Linked DNA regions of Mus musculus: region 1 is linked to region 2. A link is a contact called in public Hi-C data. All regions are on one chromosome and are shown on one strand. Each heading gives the region's core, a stretch centred on a gene start, on an enhancer-like site or on the middle of the called end of the contact. The rest is flanking DNA. Distances are from core to core; before and after follow the strand shown.

Evidence for each region. Hi-C and Micro-C count contacts between places; a contact is called where the count stands out from the background.
Region 1: a Hi-C map of liver shows a contact between it and region 2, with 5 times the contacts expected there. The contact joins two enhancer-like sites. A contact is called at or near these places in 1 of 39 promoter capture datasets (embryonic stem cells), 2 of 15 datasets of contacts at CTCF or cohesin (embryonic stem cells and pro-B cells), 20 of 484 Hi-C or Micro-C datasets (the AML12 cell line, Sertoli cells, cerebral cortex and 7 more), 5 of 115 datasets of contacts at active chromatin or transcription factors (CD8 T cells, bone marrow-derived dendritic cells, embryonic stem cells and 1 more) and 4 of 9 other capture datasets (adipose tissue, embryonic stem cells, liver and 1 more).

The regions. Positions count from the first base shown.
Region 1 is chrX:42,105,963-42,111,455 of GRCm38.p6, forward strand. Xiap (X-linked inhibitor of apoptosis) reads left to right here. Exons shown (of 8, transcript NM_009688.3): 8 at 1-3,702. Among named protein-coding and RNA genes, the nearest start is that of Xiap, 41 kb to the left of the region's middle. Within about 2 kb of position 1,384, at least 11 of the 459 cell types and tissues checked have an H3K27ac peak or open chromatin away from gene starts, as enhancers often do. A contact at or near this core is called in adipose tissue and liver, where this site is marked.
Region 2 is chrX:42,032,036-42,037,666 of GRCm38.p6, forward strand. No RefSeq gene overlaps it. Among named protein-coding and RNA genes, the nearest start is that of Xiap, 33 kb to the right of the region's middle. Within about 2 kb of position 1,331, at least 44 of the 459 cell types and tissues checked have an H3K27ac peak or open chromatin away from gene starts, as enhancers often do. A contact at or near this core is called in adipose tissue and liver, where this site is marked.

The DNA.
Region 1 (5,493 bases), core at 134-2,633, 74 kb after region 2:
TGTGAACTTTAAATGTTTTTATTTTACCTGCTTTGTGGATGAAAAATATTTCTGAGTGGTAGTTTTCTGACAGGTAGATCATGTCTTTTTATCTTGTTTCAAAATAACTATTTCTGATTTTGTAAAATGAAATATAAAATATGTCTCAGATCTTCCAATTAATTAGTAAGGATTCACCCTTAATCCTTGCTAGTTGAAGCCTGCCTAAGTCACTTTACTAAAAGATCTTTGTTAACCCAGTATTGTAACCATCTGTCCGCTTACGTAGGTAAATGTAGACGCCTGGTGTATATGGCTTGTAGTTTTAGTGTTGGCTCTCCGTGTTGAGATTCTTTCTCAGTGTCATTCTGTGTCCTACAAGTTTCATGTAGGTTTCGATGTTAGGATGGTTAAGATGTATATAGTACAAAATGTTCAGTCTTTGATTGTTTTATGTTTGTTTGTTTTCATGACTAGTAATGGTAGTGGATACTTTAAAAATATTTTCTGAAGATCCTTAAAACCTTGGAAATTGTAACATACTGAGAAGAGTGGTTGTTTGAATATTTTTAACAACTTGTATAAGTCAATATGAATACAATCAAAAGCTAAAGTGCTTCATAGAACACGGGATTTACCTTAAGTAATTATCATGAGAGACCTCTTGTAAAGACTGGTCTATTTTACTACAGAGAACAGTTTGAGAGTGAAACTGTTACAATTTAGACTTTTTGTTGTATTTTCTAAGAGAAAGAGTATTGTTAGGTTCTCCTAACCTCTGTTGACTACTATGGTAAGTGATGTTATTTTAATTGCAAATTTAAATAGAAACCAACAGAATTAAGTAACTGACTGTCTCTCTCTCTCTCTCTCTCTCTGTCTTCTTCATGAAAATCCTTAGTTCTGTATACTGCCTTCTGCTTAGATTTAGTTATATGATCATTAGGTTACATTTGATCTAAGTTGACTAAGATTTCAATTTCAATTTATATTTCAAGCATTCTGCCAGGGAATAGTTTTAAAAATTGTTTCCAAGGCACTTCAGGTACAAGTCATATAGGTAGTTTGTTTAATCTAGTCCTTAGCCTAGGACTCAAGGACTGAATGTTTTCAAATAACACTTTTCTTGTTCTCAGAGCCTCAGTTCATTAAAACTCTTTTAAAACCTGTGTGCTGAGAGTTAAGCAAGACCTCTTTTCTTGTCTTCATGAGTTGCGAAATTGAATTCATGGAGCTGATGTGGCTAACAAGTTTATTTTAGGAATTGTTTAGAAAATGCTGTTGCTTCGGGTTCTTAAAATCACAGCACTCCAACTCTAATCAAATTATTGGAGACTTAGCAGAGCTGGTCTGAAATCACACTAAAAAAAAAAAGGTACTGGATCCTTTCCAGTATGGTTGTGTAAAAAATGGTCACTCGGAAGGTCACAGAATAACCGGCTCTGAATCACCACCCCTGAGAGAGTTCAGTGTCTGCGTGCTGATGGTCTTTTGCTGTATAAAGTTCATTCTAGAATTTTGAAGTAACCACCCGTTTTACTACATATTAGTCATGTGAATTTTGAAGTTATTTTGTAATAGTTACTTTCATTTGTTATTTACTGTGTTGATCAAGATGTGTGTGAGTGTTTAGCATTTATTAAAGTATTGTCTTTCCTCCTAGACTTTTGCCTCTTCCTGTAGTTAGGGGTAGAGGTGAGGTGAGTGGAGTGACTACAATGTGATTCGCTGGGGTAGGACAGTTTGTTGTCTTGTTAGTCACAGTGTGTTGCTCTGTTTTTTATTTTAGTAAGATTTATATTTTGAGCTCTCTGAATGGAAAGTGCCACTGCAACCTTAGCTGCATGCATTGTTCCCATTAGACCTAAGTCTTCCTGGACTTCTGAGTCCCCAGATACTGGATAAAGGAAGAGGAGAGATGGAGTAGCCTGTCTGTCACTGCTATGAGAGAAGCAAGAAAGTGGGTAGAGAAATACTTCACATTTTAGTCACATCTTCTCTTTTTAAAAAGGTAGCCATCAGTGAAGGAAAGAACTAGTCAAAAATAGGCTTGACAACCTGAATTCAGATCCCCAGAACGGGCATAAAAGCAGCCAGGTCATGGTTAGTGCACTCCTTTAATCCCAGCATTTGGGAGGCAGGGGTAGACATATCTGGGTTTGAAGCCAGCCTGATCTACAGAGTGAGTTCCAGGACAGGGAACCCTGTCTTATTCATAAAAGAAAACAAAACAAACAAAAAGCTGAGCGCACTAGCCCAAGCACCTGTAATCCCAGAATGCCTACATGAAACAGGAAGTAGCTAGGAGAATGCCCCAAAGCTCATGGTCAGTTAATGGCTTATGTATTAATGAAGAGGCACCATGGTAAACAAAGTGGGAAGGTGAGAGCCCACCAACATCCACAAGTTATCTGCTGCCTCCACACATGTAACATGGCAGGTAACCACTTACACCCAGACACATACACAAAAGAGAGAAGACCAAGAGTGTTAACACAAGAACATCTTATATACTCTTAAGTGTTAACTCTCATCCTACAACTTAGAATCCTCCATGGCTTTGTCTTGATGGAAGATCTTAGACTAAAGCTTAAAAGAGGCCCAGAACTATTACTCAGTTAAGAGTACTTGCTGCTTTTTCAGAGGACTTAGGTTCAGTTCCCAGCACCCACATGGACAAAGACACATGTAGCTCTGGTGCCCTCTTTTGGCCTTCAGGGGTGCATGCATGTGTGTATACATACACAGTCATACACAAGTACACATAAAATAAAAGTAATCTTTAAAGCTTAAATGAAACTCTTTATGTTAACTTTTACTCACTATTATTTGTTTCTCTGGATGCTTCTTGTAACAAAGCTATAAATTGTAATAAATAGTTCAACCCTTTAAAAATATTTAAATTACCTTTTCAAAAATTAGAGAAAGTATTCTTACTAAATTCAGTCGAATTTTTTCCAATAGAAACAGTCAACTTATTACCATCTTAATATTTTAGTTTGGCTCTGAAACATTTAGTGCAATGTAGATTTCTTCCTTATATAATAAAATCACTGACTATCAGAGCTAGAAATGACCTTAGAAAGTCACTTATTCACACTACCACCACCACCTTCATTTTATTGTTGAGGCAACTTAAAGGAAAGGTGATTGGCCCGAAGCTATATAGCTGATTAGTGATAGATTCCTTACTGGAAGTCTCAGGTGTTTGTCAACTCTTCATTCTATTACACTCTTATCAGGGCACAGTAAGTGGTGCTTTGTAGTTTCTACAGTAAGACGGTTGCTGATACTTTCAAATTAAACAATATGACAGTAATGCTTGAGTGGTAAAGTTCTCTTTTGGAGGCTGAAATTTGCAGATGTGAGTACAGCTGTTTGGCATTTACTATGTGCTTATGTATTATTAATGAGCATTTAAGATTACTCTGTAAGTATATTTTATCACTGTCTATACTTACCAACAAATTTGCATTTTGATGTAATAATGGCTTTCGTGTAATTTCTGTTTTGGCATTTTTGTTATACTTTACCTGAAAAAAAAAAAGACCAATTCTTTTGTCATGTGTTGTACTATATTTGTGAATATAATTTTATGACTCGTTTATGGAAACTCCTTTATGGAATTGCTTTCTGCTCTATAATCTGTCATTTGTTGTAGATTAAAGCTTATTTTTCTGTGAATAAGACTTATTCAATAAAGCACTATTCTTTAAAATGTTATCTTCTTTGTATTTGATTTGTTTTGTTGAGAGGATCTCATGTATCAACCCAGGCTACTGGCCTTAAATTCCGTATGGATAAGGGCGGCCTTGGATTTCTTCTGATCCTCTCTCCTCTACTTCCTTAGTGCTGTGACTACCCGGTATATGAAGCATTGAGAATCAAATCCAAGACTTAATTTTTTATTTTTATTCATTTTATTATTATTATTATTATTGGTTTTCCGAGACAGGGGACAGGGTTTCTCTGTATAGCCCTGGCTGTCCTCTATCTCAGAAATCCGCCTGCCTCTGCCTTCGGAGTGCTGGGATTAAAGGCGTGTGCCACCAGGTACCCTTACCTCCTGGACCACACACAGGCACATACCCCATTCTGTGATACACTGCACATATCAGCCAGGTGGTATGTCCATGACTTTAATCCCAGTACTCAGGAGGCAGAGGCAGGCAGATCTCTGAATTCTAAGATAGCCAGGGTTACATAGAGAAACCTGCTGCCACCCTGTTCAAAAAATGAAATGAAATAAAAAGGGAATGAATCTTTTTAAAGATACATTAAATTTGGGCTAAAAGTGTGGTTCAGTGGCAGAGTACCTGCTGCTGACAACAGTGACATACATGAGAACCTAGATTTAACCGCCAACACCAGGGGGAAAATGAATAGTTGACACCACTCTCCTCTCAGAGTAGCCTGTCTGTGTTCAAAGATCGTACAGCCACTTTGTAAAAACAAAGTGCCAGCAGGGGAGGAATAAGGAGTCTATGAAGCACTGCCCCATTGAGGCAGGCAGCAAAGGGATTTTTGTGAGTTAGGGTACATACTGGCCAGAGTTTCAAAATATGTGAGCAGTCTGGTATGATATAGGCTCCCCTGGACAGAAATTTACAAGGAGCAGTTTCAAGTGACTGTTGCTCTGTCCCTTCTAATAATCCACAATACAGGTCCTTAAATGAATTATATTCCAGCCAGGGATGATGGCACATGCCTGTAAATGCAGCATGTAGAAGGGAAAGACACAAGTTCAAGGCCAACTGAGGATACACGAGACCCTGTTTTCAAAAAGAAAAACTGATTTCAGGCTATCTGTGTCAGGCCTGGTTAATCTTTGACAGTATAATCACTGTCAAAATCATTGCCATTATCAAAAAACAAACAAGCCTTTTCACAACACATCCACAATATATTTAAAATAGGGCCTTAATCTCTAGCTCCAGCTGGATTTAAACTTGGCTGAGTCTAGGTATGAACCACTATTTCCAGCTCCCTTTCAGAGCATGCCTTCCTCCTTAGAGTATCCATGTGAGCTTTTCAGTGACACCAGGATGATCCCCAATGCTCACTGACCTTAAACTACTCTGATCAAAGGCTAGCATGATAGTTCAGCAGGGAAAAGGTACCAACAAGCCCAATGACAAGTTTGAGTCTCAGAACCCACAAGGCAGAGTAGAAATGACCCCTGCCTATTTAACTCTGACTTCCACGTGCACACTAGATCACATATGTGTGCCTGTACAAGAATACTGCACACACCCATACATAAGATTTTAAAAAACTACCCTTTAATCAAGCAATGAAGGTTAAAGATTTGAAAGCTGAGCTGTACGTGCTGGTAGATGACAGCAACCGGATGGGACTGTGCAGACCGGATCCGCATTTCTACAGAGCCAACACTACTACGACAAAATGTGAGCCGTTAATTTGAAAGGAAAGAATTTCAGAATTGGAAGGAGTTGGCCTTTCTAATTCATAATAATTAAGAGTTCTGATTCTTCTTCAGTTCGGAAATTTTTA
Region 2 (5,631 bases), core at 81-2,580:
AGAAATGCTTGTTGCTGCTCAGTCAAGTAGACCTGTACCTTGCCACTTGCTGGTGCAGAGTCTGTTTTCCAAGTTCATGACTCTGCCTTCCTCACTTCCTCCTGGATCCCGCCTCACTGGTACTAAGCCCTGGGCTGGGTCCCTAGCATCACATACCCAGGCATATAGTAACACCTCTAGCATGTGCACACACACCCATCTTTTAATTGTCAAGACTCAAACGGTAGCTTACTACAGAGGGCTTTTTACCTTTCAGCCTTTTAAAGGTACTCCCCACTTTGCAAACTCCACCATTCCCAAGGAAAGTTAACCACAGTTATGACTTGGATTTTATCTGTACAACTACAGCCTCTATGCTGATGGATCCTGACTCCTTCCTCTTCTTTTTAGACATCATTTCACTGGTGACAGTTCTTCTCTCATCCTTTTCATCTTCATATAGCCCTAAATAAAAGGCACTTCTCTTGCCCCTCTCAAGCATGCTAGACAAGCATTATAGCAATTGAGCTATATACTAATAACTTTAATTACCTTAACAGTTTAATATAGATCATTCATGTATCAAGTGACAGTGATACCCACAGTAAGAGATTGTTGGGGGGGTTTGGTTTGGTTTTGGATACAAGAGTATCGCTCTGTCATCTGGGCTAGCCTGGATCTCAAGGCAGTTCTCTTTCTGCTTCCCAAGGATTGGCATGCCAGGTCTCACCCACCAAGCCTACTACGATTGCTATGAGACAGGCTTATTTTTTTAATTAATTAATTTTATTGGATTTTTTGTTTGGTATTTATTTCTACTTTTTGGTTTTCTGAGGCATGGTCCTCTATAGCCCAGGCTAGTCTTGAAGTAGCCAAGGATGACCTTGAACTCCTGACCCTGCCTCTACCTTCCAAGCCTTGGGATTATAGGTGTATGTCATCACACCTGTTTTCTGAAGTATTGGGTATTGAACCAAAGGTTTTATGCATGACAGGCAGGCGTTCTACCAACTGACCTGTATTTCCAACCTCCTCCATTTTTTTTTTAATTAAAGGTGTCATATTCTAGCTCAGGTCTGAACTCTAAGCAATCCTCCTGTTTCAGCTCCCTGAGTGCTGGAGTGATAGGTGTGATTATGTGTCATGACATTTAAATGAGATAATTCCTTTAAGCAAACAGCTCACATTAGATGGCCAGTAAACAAAAAAGGTAGGAGGCCCCTATGAATTCTTCTGCACCTCCCATATCTGACCACCAGGTGGCAGCCTCCCACAGCTAAACCCTTCTAGGCAGCCGTGGCCTAGTCGATGGTCCGATCCAGCACCAGCAAGGGGTAAAGTACAAGGACGCAATTATTTGTCCCTGTCCTGTCCCTGGTCCCCTTAGGAGAAAGTATAGGCTGCGAGAGAAGGAAAGATAAGACGTGTTTACTCAGTCACCTCTCACAAGGCTTTATCTCAGCCCTTTCATTTAAGCCACCAGCAACCTGAAAACACCACCTCCCAGCCCGTGGCCACACATCCCATCCCCTTGTCATCTCTTTAATCCCACTGATTTTCTAGCTGGCATTTTCTCAGCTGTGTTTCAGAAAGAAGAATTAGAGTCCCTAGCAAAGGAGTCATCATTCTTTTCTGAGTTCATGTATTTTCCCTTAGTATCCAAGCTGCCACGTTCCTCTAATCTCCCATTCTCCCCGTCAGAAACTCAAGTTCCATTTTTGAAAGACATCTTTTTTCCTTTTTACAATAGCTTCTTTGACTCTGCAGCTAACTAAGCTGCATATTTAATTTCCCAAGTGCCTAGTATTTTTTTAACGTTGGCGTTTTTTTTTTCAGGCTTCCAACAGGTTATTTTATTTTTAAGCAATCCACAGGTTTCCTGTGGGTTATTGACTTTGTGAATGTTAGCCTTAATTTTTCCTAATGTCTTATAACATGTGGCATACCCAAACAGGAATAGGCCTTGTTCAGACAGCATTCTGAAGAGGAAATATTGATTTAGTCTGCTCTATCTGGACAGAGACGTGGCTGTAACCATTGGTAACGCCCAACCACTTTTTAAGAGCTCTTTCCCTCACACAGAAAAGATCTCTTCTCAACGTTTTCTTTTGGTGCTGAGAACGGAATGCCTAGTGTTTTCATATGCTAAGCACAAGACTCTACCACTCAGCTACACACCAGCCTAAAGCCTTCTGAGAAAATCCGGAGGCGTTGATTGAGAAAGGGAAACCTGTCCTCCAGAAAGAACAAAATAACAAAAACGGAAAGCATCAGACTGCAAAGGCCAAAGTTGTCAAGTTACCATTAATTCCTTCTCTCTCTCTCTCTTGACAATGACGTGGTGGCTAGAGGAAGCAAATCAATTTCTACAGCAACATAAAGACGCTAAGAACTAACAGCCCGTTACCCCAAAACTTCTCCTATTTCCTGCAAATCATGCTGTAGTGAGGGAGGGCTGCATCCTTCCTTCCACCCAAGACTTCTGCTGTCCTTACTATCAACAATTAAGAAATAGGCTTGTTGTGGACACGACTCTAAAGAAGACATATAATCCCTTGCAAGGCTCAAGGAGCATTGTGGAAAGGGGGACAGGAAGTCTGGAATAGCTGGCAGCTAAGATGAAGGGATATGAAGTGCCAGTCTTTAGATTGTATACAACTGCTCCAGTTATTGACTGACAACTTAGTTACTTGTAGTGGATACATACAAGACAAGCCCTCTCAGTGAGTCAAGGAAGGAGGAGGGGCTCTCAGGACCTCACTCTTTACCTATGAAATACTGGCTATTTATTGACAAGACCCTGGAAGAAGGAGAGTCTTACCCGCGTTCTCACGACCGGCCAGGAAAGACACAACAAACCAGAATCTTCTGCGGCAAAACTTTATTGCTTACATCTTCAGGAGCAAGAGTGCAAAACTCAAACCCAAAAAACGAAAGCGAAACCCCGTCCCTATTTAGGAGAGTTATCCTTCGCCTAGGACGTATCACTCCCTGATTGGCTGCAGCCCATCGGCTCAGTTGTCATCACGGGAAAGGCAGAACACATGGCGGGAAAACTGCCCCTGCACGTGTGCAGATTATGTTTACCACTTAGAACACAGCTGTCAGCGCCATCTTATAATGGCAAATGTGAGGGCGGCTTCCAACAGGAGAGCCAGCATCTTTAATTGTGTACCTATTGCCAAGTCCACCAGGCTTCAAGAGATACCTCAAATCCGAGGTCAGCCCTGAAAGCCCTGGTTAATCCCAGTGGATCACAAAACAAAGAGTCATGAAAGAGCCAGAAAGCTTCTGTGGGGAGATAAGGAAGTGAGGGGTGAAAGTTGTCAGTATTCCCTGCGCAAAACTGCCTTTCAAGTTAATGGTTTAAAACTTCTTTAGCTGTTTGTATGCATATGAGTGTTCTGAGTTACATTTATGTGTGCACCCATGTGTACCTGGTACTTGGAGAACTTCCAGGTAGTTGTGAACCACCATGTATGTGCTAGGAACAGAACACAAGATGCTGAGCCATCATCTCTCCAGGCCATAATTAATAATGATGAAAAGAAACTGGCTGTGGTGGCGTACGCCTTTAATCCCAGCACTTGGGAGGCAGAGGCAGGTGGATTTCTGAGTTCGAGGCCAGCCTGGTCTACAGAGTGAGTTCCAGGACAGCCAGGGCTATACAGAGAAACCCTGTCTCGAAAAACCAAAATAATAATAATAATAATAATAATAATAATAATAATAATAATGATAAAAAGAAATAGGGTTGTAGGGAAATTACTCTCTCACACTGCCCTAACCTTGTAGGTACCCACATAAGCAAACGTTGGACCCATACCCCACCTGAGTTTGACAGAAGACCTTGTCCTCTGCCTCCTAAGAAAATGGCATAAGGCAGTTTTTGTTGTGTTGGTGGTAGCGTTGGTTGGTTGGTTTTGTGAGTGTTTGTTTTTGCTTCCCAGGTTCTGATGAGAAATGGCGGTTGCTGCCCTGTCTCTGCAGAACGCAAAACTACTTTCATGTAGAATATGTATATTCATAAAACAACAGTTCAGTGTGAGCTGGGCAGTGGTGGCGCACGCCTTTAATCCCAGCACTTGGGAGGCAGAGGCAGGTGGATTTCTGAGTTCGAAGCCAGCCTGGTCTACAAAGTGAGTTCCAGGACAGCCAGGGCTATACAGAGAAACCCTGTCTTGAAAAAAGAAACAAAGCAAAATAAAACAAACAAAAAAAAAGTTCTGTGTGACTACAAAGTTCAAATTTGTGTAAATGGATATTCCATAAAATATAAAGTCACCGAATATGATCCCCCCAAACATAGTTTCAATTGACATTCCCCCCCACCCCAAGAAGCGCCCCTCATGGTTCAGGCTGCAGCCTTCTGGCCCTTTCCACTTTACTATAAATGCCTTTAGGATGGCGGGCAGGGGTCACAGGGAGATGGCATTAAGTTGACTCTTACTTTTGCTGTATATTTAAAATATGTAAACCTAGAATTGACTCGCATCTTTGTAGACATTAATATACTAAATGGCTTGGCTCTGCCTTGTCTTGAGTGTAAACTTTACAGAGTCCATATAACCAGGCATTAATTGTGTCCGAGGCAGGACTGATTGACAAACTCTGAGTCATCCTCCATCCTGGAGACTGTTGCTATTTCCACCTGAAGCTTCATTCTTGACTCAATGTCAGTGGGAAAAAATAGTGACATGGTCCAATTATTATTGCTGTCATGCACAATAGTTTCATTGCTTTTAAAATCTTCTATGCTCTTCCTATTTGTCTCTGTCACCAACTCATCATGGGCTAAGTGACCTTTCACTCCCACACTCATTTAGCCTCTTCCACAGAGTCACCTAGTTGCAGGCATGCAAGTCCTTTCAGGCTGCCTTCTTACACAGAATACTGCTCATTTCAAGCTCTGCAATGTCTTTCCATGGTTTGGTAGCTTATTTAATTTTAGTGCTAAGAATAGCTCATTGTCTGGATTTTGTTTATTCATTTACCAACTAAAGGGCATCTAAGTGGCTTCCAAGATTTTTCTGGAAGTTATGAAAAACGCTCCCTCCTAAGGCTAGGTACAGTGATACAGGTCTTCCATCTGAGCACTTCAGAGGTGGGCATAGAAGGAGGATCGGGGTCCAAAGTCATCATCAGCTACGTAAAGAGTTCAAGACACAATTTTTAAAACAGCTCTGCTTTAAACATGCATGAGCAGTTTTTGTGTGGACATCCTTTTTCAGTCCATTTGGGTAAATGTCGGAAGACCATGACTGCTGAGTTACACGGTAGAACAGTGTTTAGTTTTATAGGTAACTGAAGGACCCAAGCACGGGAGATAGTTTAGTACCCTGGGACCTCCGTTTGCTTTTGAGTTATACACACAGCCCTCCCTTGTCAGATTGCCCTTGGCAACCCTACTTCCTCTGCCTGCACTTAGTATACACTCACAACCTTCTCCAGTGTATCTAGAACCTTCAGAACTGAACCCTGACTCCTGTATCAGGCAACAGGCACTCCTGTCTCTCAACAATGGGAGAAGTGGTAACAGTCAAATTTGGACAGTTTCTATGCAAGTGTATTCTGAGCATGTTTAGGTATAGAGAACAGAAGGATGAGGCCAGTGTGAACTGGGTTTGGGTACATGTAAGGCAAAACTGAGTC